Linked DNA regions of Macaca mulatta: regions 2, 3 and 4 are each linked to region 1. Evidence: chromatin contacts called from public Hi-C data. All regions are on one chromosome and are shown on one strand. The core of a region is the stretch at or near the end of the contact, and the rest is flanking DNA. Distances in the headings are between cores, read along the strand shown. Region 1 holds the start of DCAF16 (DDB1 and CUL4 associated factor 16). Region 2 holds the start of LAP3 (leucine aminopeptidase 3). Region 3 holds the start of LCORL (ligand dependent nuclear receptor corepressor like). Region 4 holds the start of MED28 (mediator complex subunit 28).

Region 1 (3,951 bases), core at 943-3,442:
ACAGTCTCAAAATAAACAGTCTGAAAGAAGTCTTTGCTAAGTTACATAGTCCTCTGTGTAGCAGCTTCTAAAATACAGAACTCATTTAAAATAAACATAGGAGAACTGGTTTAAAGAGGTCATTAAAAATTTAATGTTGGAGTTAAAGTCCACTTTTTAATCATAATGATAATTCTAATATTTCCCATAAAACGTAGACTCATTCAGATTTTTTAAATCACTAGATATTTCATTGTCAAAAACATACAAACTCCCACGACTCTAAGTGGCAAAATTTTCTAAAATCCCTCCCAAAGCTATCATTTTCATAGTACCTTTAAGAGAAAAGTAAACAAATAATTTAAAAGGCCACCATCTTCCTCTTCCTCATCATCTTCCATATCCGATTGGTGAAATGAGGTAACAAACTTTGCTGCAAATTCTATTACCCTCTCCACAGCTGGTTCACGTTTATAGACCACCATAACATATTTAAGGTAATGTATGAACTCCTCATGAAAAACTGTTTTATCATCCATCTGAAAGACAAAAGAAACCCTTCATAAACTGCACCGACAGAAATCCTTTATTCCCAACATCACCCTAAGACTTCTGAAAGCACTAGCCATAATAATGCAGACAAATTAAAATCTTTATTTAGTAAACTCTTAATTATCCAAACCAGCAAAAGGGCAATTAATTTGCATGAATTTCTCTCCAGGCTATAATGGGAGTAGACGAGCTTGACTTTTGACAGTAAAAAGATTCCTTTGATTGTTTTTTTCAATATCTTTGAATTCTCAATAAGCCTTTAGTACCAGCACATTACAAATACGCTTCTTCATCAACAACCCAAAATCAATACTGCCTTTTATATTTCTCATATTCAGGTCTTCCTATCTCTTCCTATCACCAGCAGCTTCTTTGTGAGATAACCTGCACATCCTATCTCATATCCTCAAAGCCCTGCGATGTTTACTTACAATTTTTCTTGGACCTCAAGATAATTCAGCTTCCCCAAATTAATTGTTCTAGTCTTCTCAAGGTTCCACTCAAAACAAACAAATAGTAATGTACATAAATAAGAATGGCCAGGCCCTAACGATTAATTTGGTATTTGGTGATTGGATTCAATGTAACCGTGGGACGAGGGTAGAATCATTTGACGGTCGGCGGGGAACGATGACCCCAGGGGCAACGACCACCGAACCCCCGCATTCAGGATCCACTCTGCGGTTCAATATTTGATGTCTGATAGCCTCGGTGGTCGTAAATGCTTCTCTCCACGTTCACAATCAGATTAAGGAATAACGGTCCACGCCGCCCAGAGGCTGGGGGTGTCGGCTCAGAAAAGCCAAGGCGGGGCCCGTGTGAACGACGCCCAGACTTCCGAGTCTTTCTGGCCTGGGCGCAGGCGACCTCGGGTAAATCCCTGACTTCTCCGAACCTCAGGTGGTCCCTATGAAGTGAGTCGCGAAGGTGAACAAGGCTGGAGTCACGGTGCGCCGAGCCCGAGGGCCACGGAGGGCCCCTGAGAGAGGGTGGGCCGGGGCGGGCGAGGGGCGGCGGCCAGGGCCGGGCGCGCTTACCGTGCCGTAGGTGCGGCTCAGCGCCACCACCAGCTTCGCCTGGTTCTGGTGCGGATGCTGCGCCAGCCGAAAGGCCTCCTTAATCGACAGCAGCCTCTTTTCGGCTCCCATGGCTCTGGAACCCTGCCGGGACGAGTCCTGCCCGCGCTCGGCTACAGCCTGCCCGCCCGCCCGCCAACCCAGAGGCAGAGCTCTCCGCAGTCTTCTCTGACAGCCCCGGGAGTCTTTACCGCCCGAACGTTCAAATAATTGCCGCGAGAGGGAAAAATCCCGCGAGACTGCCGCAAGCGCTCTGGGAGGAGAGAGCGGGAAGCGATGGGTCCACCCAACTCACACCCTGCGCTTTGGGCGCATGCGTCTAGCTTCAACCTTGTCCAACAGTTTTCACGGAGGGAAGTGGCGTTTTTAAGGGGGAGGGACCTTGACTCGGCCGGAAGTAGTGTCGGCGCGGGAGCCGAGTGGAGTGGCCTAGCCGCGGGAGGGGAAGGGTTGCTAGTGTTAGGCCTAGCTGGGTAGTGCGGTTGAGCGTGAGGCGAGAAAGAAGAAGCGATCCTCCAAGGGTGAGAACGGGAGATCTGCCGAAGATAACAACCTCCCTTGTGGCCAGAGGGCGGGGGATCCCCACACGAGGGCTCCGTTTCGAGAGACGGCGACAAAGGAAAGTTCGTAGCGCGTCCCGGAGGCCCGGCCGCCTCTGAGAAGGGAGACGCTGCTGGGTCCGCTAAGCTGGGCGACCCGAGGTTAGTGGAGACGGATGCGGTCTTTTGAAGGCCTTAGTCCCTGCCCTGGTGAAGCCGACTGCGAGGTTCCGCAGGGGGTGCAGGCGGCCCGGGGATCGCTGCGAAGGGGGTGCGGGCTAACTTAGCTATTGCCCTTTCTAGATATGCAGCTGTCGAGGCCCTGTTTACAAGCGGGCATAAGGACAGTGTATTAAGGGAGAACTCAAGAGAATGGAAAGGTCTTTCGGGTAGTGGTTAAAACAAAGAAGAGTAGAAACTAGGTTTTTAAATTTTAAATGAAATTATATCAGGCAGAATTTCTGTTGGATCTCAGGATGCACCATCCAAAAATAAGACTGTAGGAGAACAGAATATGCCACCCTACAGTATACTTCTAGGGTATATTTTGAGCTGGTATTCTGACAAAATGCAGACACAGGAGTCACTCTGAAAATCTGTCCTGTTGTAAAAGAAATTTACATCTACAGAGGAAATATACATCAGTAAAGCATCTGTATCACGAAGAGGGCAGCTCTGCGATAATTTTTGTTACCTGGGAGATTTTATCTGCATATCAAGACAACTTTTATTCACCGTTTATTTCCTCCCCTCACCTTTCCACAACTTTGTGGCCAACCATCCCCCAGAAAGCCGCAAACCACCATTTCTTGAGTAGCGTAGGATGCTGTATAATCTTCAATCATCTGACCATGGTGGGACGACTCTGCATGTGTAGTTAAGTACGGGTTTTTTTTCTTGTTAATGTTTATGTCAAGTTAATTTGTAACCCAGCCAAAGAACCTAGGAGGATGGAGGGAAGCCGTTTTTCCCTCTCCTACACCTCAGTAACCTACTGCCAGCTGAAGAAATAGAACATTACTAAAGCCACCTGTACATCTTTCTCCTTTTGAATTACCTTCACTCCGAAGAAGTAATGGATTTTCTTAATTTACTGTTAACTTTTACCATGCAGATTTTTATATATTAATGACACATTTTTTTATGTTAATGACTAAATAAATCCCTGAATGAGGATATTGTACTATTTTGCATGTTTTAACCATTAAATGAATAATTATATGTGCCTCTGGCTTTTTTCAATCAATATTGCTGTGGTTCATATTGATGTATTAATAATAGTAACTTGCACGTGATTGACCTTTATCATTCTAAGCACTTTACTTTGTTTATTGCTCACAAACCCTGTAGGATAACTTTGATCTTCTTTTAAGATGAGGAAACTGCGACACAGACAGGTTGCTATAGTACTCCATTGTATTAATATGCCATACCTTATCCATTCTCCTGCTTAATTCCTCAAACTTTATAGATATTCAACTGCTAGTTAAGATAAGAATGTGGTAACATTTGTGTTGCCCATAATTTTGCTTTGTGACGTTTCTAATATTTATCTTTATTTTTATTTTGAGACAGAGTCTTGCTCTGTCGCCCAGGCTGGAGTGCAATGGCGCAATCTTGGCTCACTGCAACCTCTGCCTCCCCAGGTTCAAGTAATTCTCCTGCCTCAGTCTCCCAAGTAGCTGGGTTACAGGCGTTCACCACCACGCCTGGCTACTTTTTTGTATTTTTAATAGAGACGGGTTTCTCCATGTTGGCCAGGCTGGTCTCGAACTCCTGACCTCAGGTGATCCACCCGCCTTTGC
Region 2 (3,951 bases), core at 450-2,949, 230 kb after region 1:
CAAGCCCCTTAGTCTTGTCACATCCCCACAACGTATTGTCCTTTGTTTTAAAAGGTATACAAGCTTTTGGGCCCAACGCTTCTTCAGGTCTTCATTTTCCTCTTGCAGTCTCCCGTATACACGTAAAAATAGTAAATAAAATCTGTATTCTTTTCTCTTAATATATCTTACGTCAGTTTTCTTAGGCCCAGCCACAGAACCTAGGAGGATAGAAGGAAGATTTTCCTCTCCTACAATCCTCAAGTGCAAATCCCAGGTATCCTAGGATGCCGTTCCAATCAAGGCAATGGCTGTGCCTCCCATCATAAGGACTGTTGCCACGTAAGGACTGCGGTCAACATAGAGGCTGTAAGAGAAGTACCAACTTCCTAGAGAGGGTAGAAGCATTCTGCTAAGCACTTAGCGGCTCACTCCCTTCTTCTCCTTTGCAAGTCCCAGGTCTCAAATACCAGAAATGAGGAAGTAAACCTAGTAATACTTAGTATTTACTTTTGCACAGCAATTTATGACTTTAAAAATGTTTCGTCTGCCTGACGGCAATTCTGCGAGGTGGAAAGAACAAGTAGTCTCATTCCCTCTTGACCGATAAGGAAACTGAAACCTAATTTGACAAAGGAGCTCCTGTGTAGTAGGACTGAGTGAGAATCCAGATGTCTTCCCACCCATCAGTTGGTCTTTCCACAAAACCACACAGACACTCAGAATAGTGACCTCTCGGTCTTTTCCACCCAAGACAACAGCCTTCCTTGGCATTATTAACTCTGCCAGGTTCTAACTTTCCTAAGATTGTTCACTCCCCGGGAATCAAGCCAACTGGGCAACTGTTATCTGGGTAGGCTGTGGCACAGTACCGAGACAGCACTGGTCAGGCGACTGGTCCCTTAGCCACTGAGATACCTGCAGGAGACTGGAGCTCAAGCTCCACCTAGAACGTTCTTCTGCAGGGACAGTCATCTCTTTCTGGTGCTCAGGTGTGACTCCCAAGCTTGTGCTGGTTCCGAGAGTCATTCCCTTTCCAGATCCTTCACATCTGACGAGCGACCTTCGTAATTTTTTGGAGTTCACTTTTCTTCTGGAAGGTGCTCTTAATTCTGGGAAATGTGGGTCTCTCTGCAAAGCCCTTTTCTCTAGAGAGACATGCATTTCCTCTAGAAACCCTTCCAAACCACTTAACTCCCTGACCTTTCACTTCCGCGGGGGAAAGAGCCCTGTGACTCTGGGACCTCAGAAACCCTTTCACCTTGGCAAACTCCCCCAAGCTCGGGTGGGGGCCCCACCGCTGCGTCCTTCCCCGGGTTACTGCGAGGACCGCGGGTGACAACCGGAGCAAGCTCGCGGCCGAGCGGAGCCAGGTAAAGGGCGGCTACAGCCATCACCCCCTCACCCCAAACGGGAAGCGCGCCCTCAATACGATCGCTGGGGTCCTCAGCGGCCTAGGCCGATCCCCGCAAGGAGAGAATTTTTCTTTTAAACTGATTTTTGCAACTTGGCGTGGACGCCCCGCACACCGCAGCTTCGACCCGTCCAGCAGCCCAGTCGCCCACGGGCATGGCCCCAGCATCGCACCGAGAGCGAGCCGCCGCCTCTCACCTTCGTCATGTCTGCGGCGGAGAGATCCCGGCTCCCGAAACGTCTCACCGCCAGACGTCGGACGACAACTCGCCCCGCAGCCGGAAGAGGCAGCAAGAACATCTTGTCGGCTCAGCCCCTCGCGCCGCCCTCCAGCGAGCACGTGGAGAGCGGTGGGCGGGCGCGCGCCTGGGGGCGTGGCTTTCGGGGTGCAGACGGCGCGCGCGCGAACGGGCTCGGGCGCCCGGCGAGCGGACTTGCGTCTAGGGGGTGGGGCGGATGGGCAGCACCGGCCGACTGGACTGTTGGGACCAACCCGCGGCTGTTGAGGGGACTCAAGGGTGCGCCCGCATTCGTGTGCGCGTGCGCATGCGGGCGGGGGCGAAAAGGCGGGGCTTCCGGACGCGGTTTACAGTCCCGGGACGAACGCGAAGTAGAGGGGCGGGACCGAGAGGGTGACGTCACACGATGGGTGGGACGGAGGCGAGGAGAGCTCTGAGAGCGGGTGTGGGCGGAGCGCTGGGCAACTCCCGGGAAATAAGAACTGAGTGCCAGAGCTTGTTCTCAAAGTTGCTGAATAGTAAGACACTCCTACTGAGTTTTCGTTTTTTTTGTTTGTTTTGTTTTTTTGAGTCGGAGTCTCACTCTGTCGCCCAGGTTGGAGTGCAATGTAGTTATCTCGGCTCACTGCAGCCTCCACCTCCCTAGTTCAAACGATTCTCCTGCCTCATCCTCCGGAGTAGCTGGGATTACCGGCGCCTGCCACCACGCCCAGCTAATCTTTTTTTTTTTTTTTTTGAGGCGGAGTCTCCCTCCTGTATCCCTGGCTGGAGTGCAATGGCGCGATCTTGACTCACTGCAACCCCAGCCTCCCGGGTTCAAGAGATTCTCCTGCCTCAGCCTCTCGAGTAGCTGGGACTACAGGCGCCCAACACCACGCCTGGCTAATTTCTGTATTTTTAGTAGAGACAGTGTTTGGCCATCTTGGCCAGGCCGCTCTTGAACTCTTGACCTCCGGTGATCCATCCGCCTCAGCCTCCCAAAGTGCTGGGATTACAGACGTGAGCCACTGTGCCCGGCAAATTTTTGTGTTTTTAGTAGAGGCGAGGTTTCACCATATTGGCCAGGCTGGTCTCGAAATCCTGACCTCGTGATCCGCCTGCCTTGGCCTCACAAAGTGCTGGGATTATAGGCGTGAGCCACCGCTCCCGGCCTGCTGTCATAATATTCTTAGTTATAATATTTGCAAAGGTGGTTTCATTCTTATTGTCTGTTTCCCCCCAGTCGTCTAGGGAGCCATGCCTTTTTCATCTCTGCATAGCGAGTACCTAGATCTAGCATTTAGACTGTCCCTGGAACCAATACAGGGTGCTCATAATATGTTTGAATGAATTCATGATCAAGGTCTAGTGCAGGTAGCATCTATAATTAAAGAACAGGATAGGTGCTATGTGTGGCTTTCAGATAATAGAAGCAAAAACAAAGAGAAAGCTTGAAAGGAGCCAGCAGAATGAGAATGCTATAGATGATTGAGGTGGAGATCTGAGTCAGGAGAATGTGTGGGAGGGTGCTGGCTTGGCTTGGGGGTGGAGAGATCAGGCCTGCCTGGAATAAGAGGTAGTTATACAAAGAGAGTGATGCTGGATTAAAGGGAATCTTGAAAGGCAGGAAGAGACGTTTATTGTGGATGTTGGAGTCAATAGATAGTCTTTGTAGAAGCTGGTGGGGTGGGGTGGTGAAAGCTATTTATGGTTGATAGACACTGGAGTCAAGGGTGGAGAAAGACTGAGCAGTGCTGGGAAGAGTGGTGCCTTAGTGAAAACCAATGCATCATCCAGAGAAACCCTTTTCTTAAAGACAGGGTCTGGCTCTATCGCCCAGGCTGGAGTGCAGTGGCACGATTGTAGCTCATTGTAAACTTGAAGTCTTGGGCTCAAGTGATCCTCCCACCTGAGCCTCCCAAGTAGGTGAGACTACAGGCTTGTGCCACTAGGCCTGGCTTTTGTTTGTTTGTTTGTTTGCTTTTAGTAGAGATGGGGTCTCTCTCTCTTGCTCAGGCTGGTCTCGAACTCCTGGGCTGAAGTGATCCTCCCACAACAGCCTTCCGAAGCACTGGGATTACAAGTGCACACCACCTTGCCCAGCCCAGAGAAACTGTTGAGGAAATTCCTTTGGGTTATCTTACTCAGATTCTATGGAAGCTTTTTCACAACTCTGTAAATTGCAGACAGTTATGAGATGCAGTCAACTCTTGTCTATAGATATGTAAGTGCTATCCTGTCCAGTTGATATGCATTCAGTTTCTGAATCTCATTATTTACGGTTGACACCTATTATCAGGAGCAGAAGTCCAAGTGCAGTCAAGAATGGGACAGAACAATG
Region 3 (3,951 bases), core at 696-3,195, 210 kb before region 1:
AATGCCTTTACTGAACAGAACTTTTGGATTGTCTCACTTTGTGATAGGAGCAAATCTATTTTGTAGTGTAAAGAAAGTGAACTGTAACTGGTGACTAGAAAGATAGATCACAGTAATCCTTGATACTATTTACCAATAAATTCTGGTTATCTTCTTTTTGCACATATAATAGGATCGCACTTCCCTGCTCCCTTTTTTACATGCCCATATAATTTGCTTTGGTCAATGAAACGTGAGAACTGACTTGTATCACTTTTAGGAAGAACCAGTTTGCCATTCTTCATCTTCCTTTTGCCTATTACACAACGGGGGACGTTCCACATGGAATGAAGCCCCCTCCTCCTGCCACCCAGAGATGAACATGTAAATAAGCAGGAAATAGTTTTTTGTTGTTGTTTTAAGCCACTAAGATTCTTGGATCATTTATTACTGCACCATAATTTTTCCCATCCTAACTAATGTAGATTACTATAAAAGCGATCAGGAAAACTGCAAAGGCTGATCCTCGTGGCAATTATGAGTGGAAGTGGTTAACTGAAACCATCCACTGACAATTCCAAGATCACCTTCATTAGTAATTTCACCTGCACTCCAATTGTGACCGTTCTAGAAAAGGTGATTATGCGTTCAGACTTTATTATTTTTAACTTATGAAAATGTAAAATTACATCTTCACTACTGAAGTCATAATGAGCAAAGAAATACTTTCTCATAGGAAGAAAAAGAAAGAAGGTGGTTAAGGATAAGCCACAAAACATGGAAGGTGGTACTGAACTCAGAATTTATGAGATTTCCAAGAAGAATTAAACATATTTCCCACAGACTTGTGAATAAATTTCCAGACATACACAGTACTTCTTAGCAAACGTTGGGTGGCTTAGCTTCGGCTTGATCAACTGCACGTATACGGAAACAAACGCACAATCGCTCTGGTGCAAAAGTAAAAACTCTAATTGGAGTCTGTATTTAAACATAAGATTCCTCTCTCGCTCTCTCTGAAGAAGTTATTTTCTCTAGCACGGCGTAGAATTCATTCCATAACATTTGTAAAGTGCTTAATCCCGCGTCACACACTGTACTAGGGTCTAGTGAGTGACAGATGTCACGGTACAGAGGTCTCAGTGGGTCGCTGCCCTCCAGGAGCTTATAAAGAAAATTTTCCTTCTGCAGTTTTCAGCCGGCTACGCCCAGTCCCCTGCAAGTAATTTTCAGTGTAAAAACCCCGCATCTTTTTCCTAGTCCTTGTAAGGATTCTCGCTTTCCGATATCTCTTCGCCTTGAAAACCGAAGTCACTCCGGGATCTCTCTCAGGACGTTTGGCAGTTATTCCAGATGTAGGCGAATGACCGACTTGCCCTTATCCCTGCGGAGTGACAAGAAGACAGAGACCCCGGAAAGTTTCCAGCACTTAGAACACAAAGCGAAGCCTGAACCCACAAGGGGCCGACAACTCTTGCGGCTTCCACCACCCTTCTATCGCGGAGCCTGAGGAAGCTAAAGCAGTCGGGTCAGAACCGGCCACCCGGGCAGCGCACGGTCCCGGGCGCAGGGAGCGACAGGCTCAGCACCCCCAGCGGCGCGGCGCAGAGAAGTTCCAGGCCAGCCTGCAAACCCGAGTGTGGAGGGGGGGAAACGATCCTTTCTTTTGGACTACAATGACCGGCAAGCAACGCGCCACGGCGCCAAACTCGGCTTCGGGATCCTGGCGCAATGAAGCCTGGGAAGTGAAGTCTCCGGACTGTCGGAGTCCCGTAGTGAAGGCAGAAAGTAGGCGTTGCTAGTCCGCTCCACTAGCACGCCGGTTCCTGGCTGGGCTCCGGGTCTCTCGCTCCCGCTCAGGGTTTTCGCGGGCGGCGGGAGCGGTATGGCTCGCCTGAGTAAACTCCAGCGGGAGGGGGAGGAGGGTAGTGGGTGGGGAGGCGGGGTCAGCGGAAGCGGCAGGTTGCTTCCTTCTCCTCTGGCTCCCTCCCCGCCTCTCCCTGAGGGAGCGGTGGGAGGGGGAGGGCAGGGCAGAGGGAAGGTAGTGACACGTGTCAATCAACCCCCCTCCGGGGGGCGCGCGCTCCGGGGCTCGCGCCGAGGGCTCGCGCCCCTGCCTCGTGCCTGCGCTGCTCGTATGTAAATGAGGGCGCGTGACGCGGGACGCAGATGGACAAGGGAAGAGAGAGAATGGCCGCTGCCGCCGCCGCTGCTGCCGCCGCCGCCGCCGCCGCCGCTCAGTGCCGGAGCCCTCGGTGCGCGGCGGAGAGGAGAGGATTCCGGCGGGAACTCGACTCTTGGCGCCACCGCCTCATGCACTGTGTAGGTAAGAGAGACGCGGGCCGGGGCTCCGGGCTCCGCGCGGCGACGGCTGTCGCAGCCCGAGGAGTTTGTGGCTGAGGGGTTTAGTTGAATCTCCCGTTCGGGTTAGTTCGGTGGGGGAGCGAGATGGGAGCGGCGCGGCGCGGCGGCCCCGGCGCTCGCCTTTTGTCTTGCGGGCTGCTGGCCCGGCGCGGTCCGCCCTCCTTCGCCTTCCCAGCTCTTGGGCTCCCCGGGAACTGTTAGTTCGGACCCGCTTGCTGAGCCCCCGCGGAAGCAGCCCGCTAGCGCTCTCCCCGTAACTCCTCGGCGCCCGTCGCTGCCGGCAGTCGCCAGCCGTCCACCCTGACAGGAGGGAGGAAGCGGCCCGGTGGGTCGGCGCCCTGGCGGAGGGGAGCCGGCGGGCAGGGCGGGCAGGGCGGCCGGAGGAAGGCGGGCTGGTCCGCGCCCCCGCCGAGCGCACACACACCCCCTTCTCGCCGCCGGGGGCCGGGTGAGCAGACGCGGCCAGTTCCTGGGGACCTGGACCTGGAGACCCCCCGGGCGCTCGTAGGGCGGGGGCCGCGGATGGGCCGGCTGGGGGCGAGGGGCGGCGGGGGCGTCGCCCGAAGGGCGGGGGGCGCCCAACTCTGCCCTCTCGCGCTCGGCGGCGGCGCTGTGTGTACCCCTTTAAGAAGGAGCCGCTTGAGCGCTGACGGTTGGGATTTGAAGTTCTTCCTCCCTCTTTGGAAGTCTGGACGGATGGGGGGTGTTGCCACGGCAACGACACCCTCCCCCCCTTTTCTGCTTGCGGACGCCCCGACGACTCTGGTCCTCTTTCACTGTCATGTGATGGACTCTTCCTTACACACACACACACACGCACACGCATCGTCCTCCCCACCTCCCATCCCCATTCAACTGCAATTCCCTCTTTTTGGTTGGATATGAATCGTTTTGCTTCAAACTTCTGGGCTTGGGGCTGTCACCCTGTGGATTGTTTAGGGTGACAGGAATGGTGGGACTCCCGACCTTGCTGCAGTCGCTTTTTTTTTTTTTTTTTTTTTCCTAAGTGAGACGAATGCATAGAGCTGTTATCCAGCAGGTTTGTTTAGTGGGCTTAGAGGGGCAAAAACGGCTTATGGAATGGGGCGCGTAGTGGGTGTTTGTTTTGGAAAGGGGTTATGGGTGGGAGTGTAGGGGAGGAGGTAGAAAGGAAGGTTGTATTGTGTAAGCAGTGGATAGTGGCAGCGGCTTGCTCTACTGGCGAGTGAATCTTGGCATTTGGAGTTGGGGAGTAACCCTAGTGTCTTAAGAAAACGACTCTCTTACCTGGTTTCCATCTGCTCTGGCACCACCTCGCACCCCCGACCCCGCCTCCCATGTGTTTGGTTAACGCCTTAAGATCTTTTTTTCACTAGTGGAAAGGAGATCGTATTAGTTAAACTTAATACAATTTCAATTCAGAAATGTGTACCGCAGAATGCATTGAATGTAAGAAAATGTACGAGAAGGGAAGGTTACTTTAGGGGGCATTTAAGTGATGTTTAAATAATTTACTGCTTTTGTTTTACCCTTACGAGAAATGTATTTTGGTCTTCTCTAAGGAAAGACGATGAGAAATAGCTTTAGTCAAGTATTCATACGTGATTTTAGTTTATGAAGTGTAAAAAA
Region 4 (3,951 bases), core at 1,004-3,503, 200 kb after region 1:
GACTCAAGCCTGTAATCCCAGCACTTTGGGAGGCCGAGACGGGCGGATCACGAGGTCAGGAGATCGAGACCATCCTGGCTAAAACGGTGAAACCCCGTCTCTACTAAAAATACAAAAAATGAGCCGGGCAAGGTGGCAGGCGCCTATAGTCCCAGCTACTTGGGAGGCTGAGGCAGGAAAATGCCGTGAACCCGGGAGGCGGAGCTTGCAGTGAGCTGAGATCCGGCCACTGCACCCCAGCCTGGGCAACAGAGCGAGACTCCGTCTCGGAAAAAAAAAAAGAAAAAAGAAAATGAGTCTGAAGGAAAGAACTCAACATGCAAAGCCTGGGAGACCACACTAAACATCTTGATCTTATCTCAAGAGCAACAAGCAGCTACTATAAGTTTTTAAGCAGCAGGGTGCTGGGAGTCAACTTTGGCTAAGATTTGTACAGGGCCAGTCTTTCAACAAGTGCCCAGGACAGAGAGCCAGCTCCCCTCAAGAACAATGCTAGATGCTGCTCTAAAGCTCACCAGTCCCTTCCTTTACCACTTACCATCACCTCAAAGGCGTCTCCTCCTCCTCCTCTCCCTCCTCCTAAACGGTCTCAGTCCTTTAAATCATTTATTTCTGGCTAGGCACGGTGGCTTATGCCTGTAATCTCAGCACTTCGGGAGGCAGAGGAGGGTGGATCATGAGGTCAGGAGTTCAAGGCCAGCCTGGCTAAGATGGTGAAAACCCGTCTCTACCAAAAATAAAAAAAATTAGCCGGGCGTGTGGCGGGCGCCTGTAATCCCAGCAACTCAGAAGGCTGAGGCAGGAGAATCGCTTGAACCCGGGAGGCAGAGGTTGCAGTGAGCCGAAACTCTGCCACTGCACTCCAGCCTGAGGGAGAGAGTGAGACTCCATCTCAAATCATTTATTTCTAAATCTTTGTACATCCGTGTAGTAAAAGCATTTTGTCCATGCCGTCTGAATAATACAATCGCTTACAAATTACATATTTATAATTATAAATGTACCACGGTGCTATTAGATACAATATTAAAAGTCACAAAATTGGGATTTTTATTTAATTTAATTTTATTTTTTTGAGACGGAGTCTAGCTCTGTCACCCAGGCTGGAGTGCAATGGCGTGATCTCGGCTCACTGCAACCTCCGCCTCCCGAGTTCAAGCGATTCTCCTGCCTCACTCTCTTTCGTGTCTGGGATGACAGGCGCACGCCACCACGCCTGGCTAATTTTTGTATTTTTAGTAGAGTCGGGGTTTCACCATGTTTGTCAGGCTGGTCTCGAACTCCTGACCTCGTGATAAGCCCGCCTCGGCCTCCCAAACTGCTGGGATTACAGGCGTGAGCCACCGCGCTGGACAAAACTGGGATTTAAATGTGGAAAAGTTAACTCCAATTTGAAGTTATGTTACTTTATTACTAGACAGGAATAGCTCATCTTCCATTTTAAAGACCACTGGAAATCACCAGAGCACTTATTTTCACCTCTCTATCTTCCCTCAATACACAGTTCACCTTTCTCGCTACAAGGTAAACTCCTTGGGCAGAACTGAGATTGGGTCATCTGTGGCTCCCTCGCTCCCTAACCTCCACCATTCCTCTTTCCTCGGCCCCTAGTACCAAGCTGCGCCTGGTAATTTAAGGAAGTCAATTTCCCCTCATAAGAGTCTCTTTAGGATCGTTTAAGGGTGAAGCCCAGCGGAAAGGATACAGGACACAGTAGTGAAACTTTGAGCTCCGAAAAGGCTTAATGAACATGCAGGGATGCAAGAAACGGTGCTCAGGGATGAGACCGACGACCGGTTGGGATGGCAGCAGCCGGCTGGGAATCTGGAAGGGTTCCAAGTTTGGGGTTTAGGCAAACTTCGGGTCCACATTTCCAGAAATCTCGAGTTTACGCGCCCCCGCCAGCAGACCTGAATTGAATACGGGCCACGGGGAAGCCTAAAGCAATGACTTACGTTCTTTAAGCCTCAGTTTCCCTATCTGTAAATTAGTTGCTCGCATCCCTGGAGTAGATACGCGTACGCGCAGCTCACGTTTCAGAAAAAAGGAAAGGCTGGGGACAAAGACGCCCATGTCTTATATTACCTCGAAAGATGACTCCAACTCGTCCACCAAAGTACTGCTGGAAGGTCTAGGAGCGCCTGGAGCTGCCTGAAGAAGCGAAGCTTGGCCCGGAAGGCCCGGTGGGGCCTGAGGGGGCCCGGGTGGCTGCCCAGAAAACATACCCCCTAACGGAGCCGCCATGTCTGGAATGGCGCAAGAGAGGTCCACTGCGCCTGCGCGGAAGCCGCCTCAGAAGGTCAGGTGTCTGGTGTGCGATGCGTGGTCACGTGACAGGACCGCGCTGTGGAAGGATTCTGTTGCGCCTCCGGAGGGAGGATTTTTGATTCTTCTGTCTTCTCGTCTATCGCAAAACAGAGTTTACATGTATTTTCCTTTTTTCTTAGCTTAAGAATTGAAGACTGTGGCTGGATTAGACCTGGTTGTATGGAAAGGGGAATGAATAACTACAGTGGAGCGAGTCCTCCCGCGAGAGTCGAGATACTACTATGCTAGTCCCGACTCTGCCCCAAATGCCTGGAGAGACTTTGGCTAAGTCACTTTTTCTTTCCGCGGGCTGTTTACCGTTGGTAAAAGGAGAGGGTCACCCACTCTCTCCACAAACATTTGTTGAGTCATTGATTATAGCGGGAACAAGACAGGCAAAGTTCTTCCTGAATTCTGGTTGGTGGTGGATAATGGAAACAACTTTGTTGAGGTTCCCAACGTGGCCGGCACTGTTCTCTTTAGATGTTTATGGTTACATCAAAGAGAAAGTCACTGTGCTAATCTTTTTTTTTCTTTCTTTTTTCTCAGGGTCTCACTCTGTTGCCCAGGCCGGAGTGCAGTGTCATGATCAGGGCTCGACCGCCCGGGCTCAAGCAGTCCCCCCACCTCAGCCACCCAAGTAGCTAGGACCACAGGTGCGTGCCGTCGCGCCAGGCTTTTTTTTTTTTTTTTTTTTTTTTAGTTGAGTCAGGGGTTTTACCATGTTATCCAGTTTGGTCTCCAACTCCTGAGCTCAAGTGATTCTCCCGCCGCGGCCTCCCAAAGTGACTAAATCACCTACCCCCCTCCTCCTTCTCTATCAAACACATGCCAACTAGAAAATAAGTTCTATACATACATCAGAGCCTGCCTGTCTTATTCACCTGTATCCCCAGAATCTAGAATGGTGCCTGGCATAGATAGACATAATAAATACGTGATCACTGAAAAAACCAGAAGAGACTGCCAGGAGGAAACAAGTCCAGCAGTTTTCAGACAGTTTTGGTCTCAAGACCCCTTTACACTCCTAAAAATTATTGAGGATCCCAAAGTTTTTGTTTATGTGAGTTAAGTCTGCTAGTATTTATCTGATAAGTTAAAACTGAGACTTTAAAAAATCAATTCATTAAAAAATAATAAATTCATTACATATTAACAGAAATAATCTTTATTAAAACTAATACTCTATTTTTTAAAATAAGGAATAAATTAGTAAAAATAATGGCATTTTACTTTTTAGCAAGTATATATATATATATATATATATATATATATATATATATTTTTTTTTTAGACAGTGTCTTCTTACTCTGTTACCTAGGCTGCAGTGCAGTTTCACAATCACAGCTCACTGTAACTTCCGCGTCCCAGGCTCCCAAGTAGCTGGGACTACAGGCCTGCACCACCACACCTGGCTAATTTTTTGTAGAGATGGGGTCTTGCCATGTTGACCAGGCTGGTCTCGAAGTCCTGGGCTCAAGAAATCCACCTACCTTGGCCTCCCAAAGTGCTGGAATTACAGGAGTGAGCCACTGTGCCCAGCCTTTCAAGTCTCATTAATATCCAGTTTACCTAACCTCAATGTAAATTTCCTGAGAGCATGGTCAGTGGTATTTCTCTTGCAGTCCCCCTGGAGTACTGCAC

The links. A called contact is a pair of places that touch in the nucleus more often than the background predicts.
Region 2: a contact with region 1 is called in a Hi-C map of fetal cortex germinal zone, with 2.9 times the contacts expected there. The contact joins the promoter of LAP3 here to the promoter of DCAF16 in region 1. A contact is called at or near these places in 3 of 14 Hi-C or Micro-C datasets (CD4 T cells, blood and fetal cortex germinal zone).
Region 3: a Hi-C map of liver shows a contact between it and region 1, with 4 times the contacts expected there. The contact joins the promoter of LCORL here to the promoter of DCAF16 in region 1. A contact is called at or near these places in 6 of 14 Hi-C or Micro-C datasets (CD4 T cells, blood, cortical neurons and 3 more).
Region 4: a contact with region 1 is called in a Hi-C map of cortical neurons, with 5 times the contacts expected there. The contact joins the promoter of MED28 here to the promoter of DCAF16 in region 1. A contact is called at or near these places in 2 of 14 Hi-C or Micro-C datasets (cortical neurons and fetal cortex germinal zone).

Annotation. Positions count from the first base shown.
Region 1 is chr5:16,871,672-16,875,622 of T2T-MMU8v2.0, reverse strand. It overlaps DCAF16 (DDB1 and CUL4 associated factor 16), which reads left to right and starts at 2,192. Exons shown (of 3, transcript NM_001194742.1): 1 at 2,192-2,308. NCAPG (non-SMC condensin I complex subunit G) reads right to left here and starts at 1,957. Exons shown (of 21, transcript XM_015138089.3): 1 at 1,569-1,957; 2 at 315-518. The coding sequence starts at 1,679.
Region 2 is chr5:16,638,923-16,642,873 of T2T-MMU8v2.0, reverse strand. It overlaps LAP3 (leucine aminopeptidase 3), which reads right to left and starts at 1,699. Exons shown (of 13, transcript NM_001260698.1): 1 at 1,591-1,699. The coding sequence starts at 1,692.
Region 3 is chr5:17,083,010-17,086,960 of T2T-MMU8v2.0, reverse strand. LCORL (ligand dependent nuclear receptor corepressor like) reads left to right here and starts at 1,945. Exons shown (of 9, transcript XM_078003176.1): 1 at 1,945-2,305. The coding sequence starts at 2,149.
Region 4 is chr5:16,675,918-16,679,868 of T2T-MMU8v2.0, reverse strand. MED28 (mediator complex subunit 28) reads right to left here and starts at 2,253. Exons shown (of 4, transcript XM_015138086.3): 1 at 2,086-2,253. The coding sequence starts at 2,244.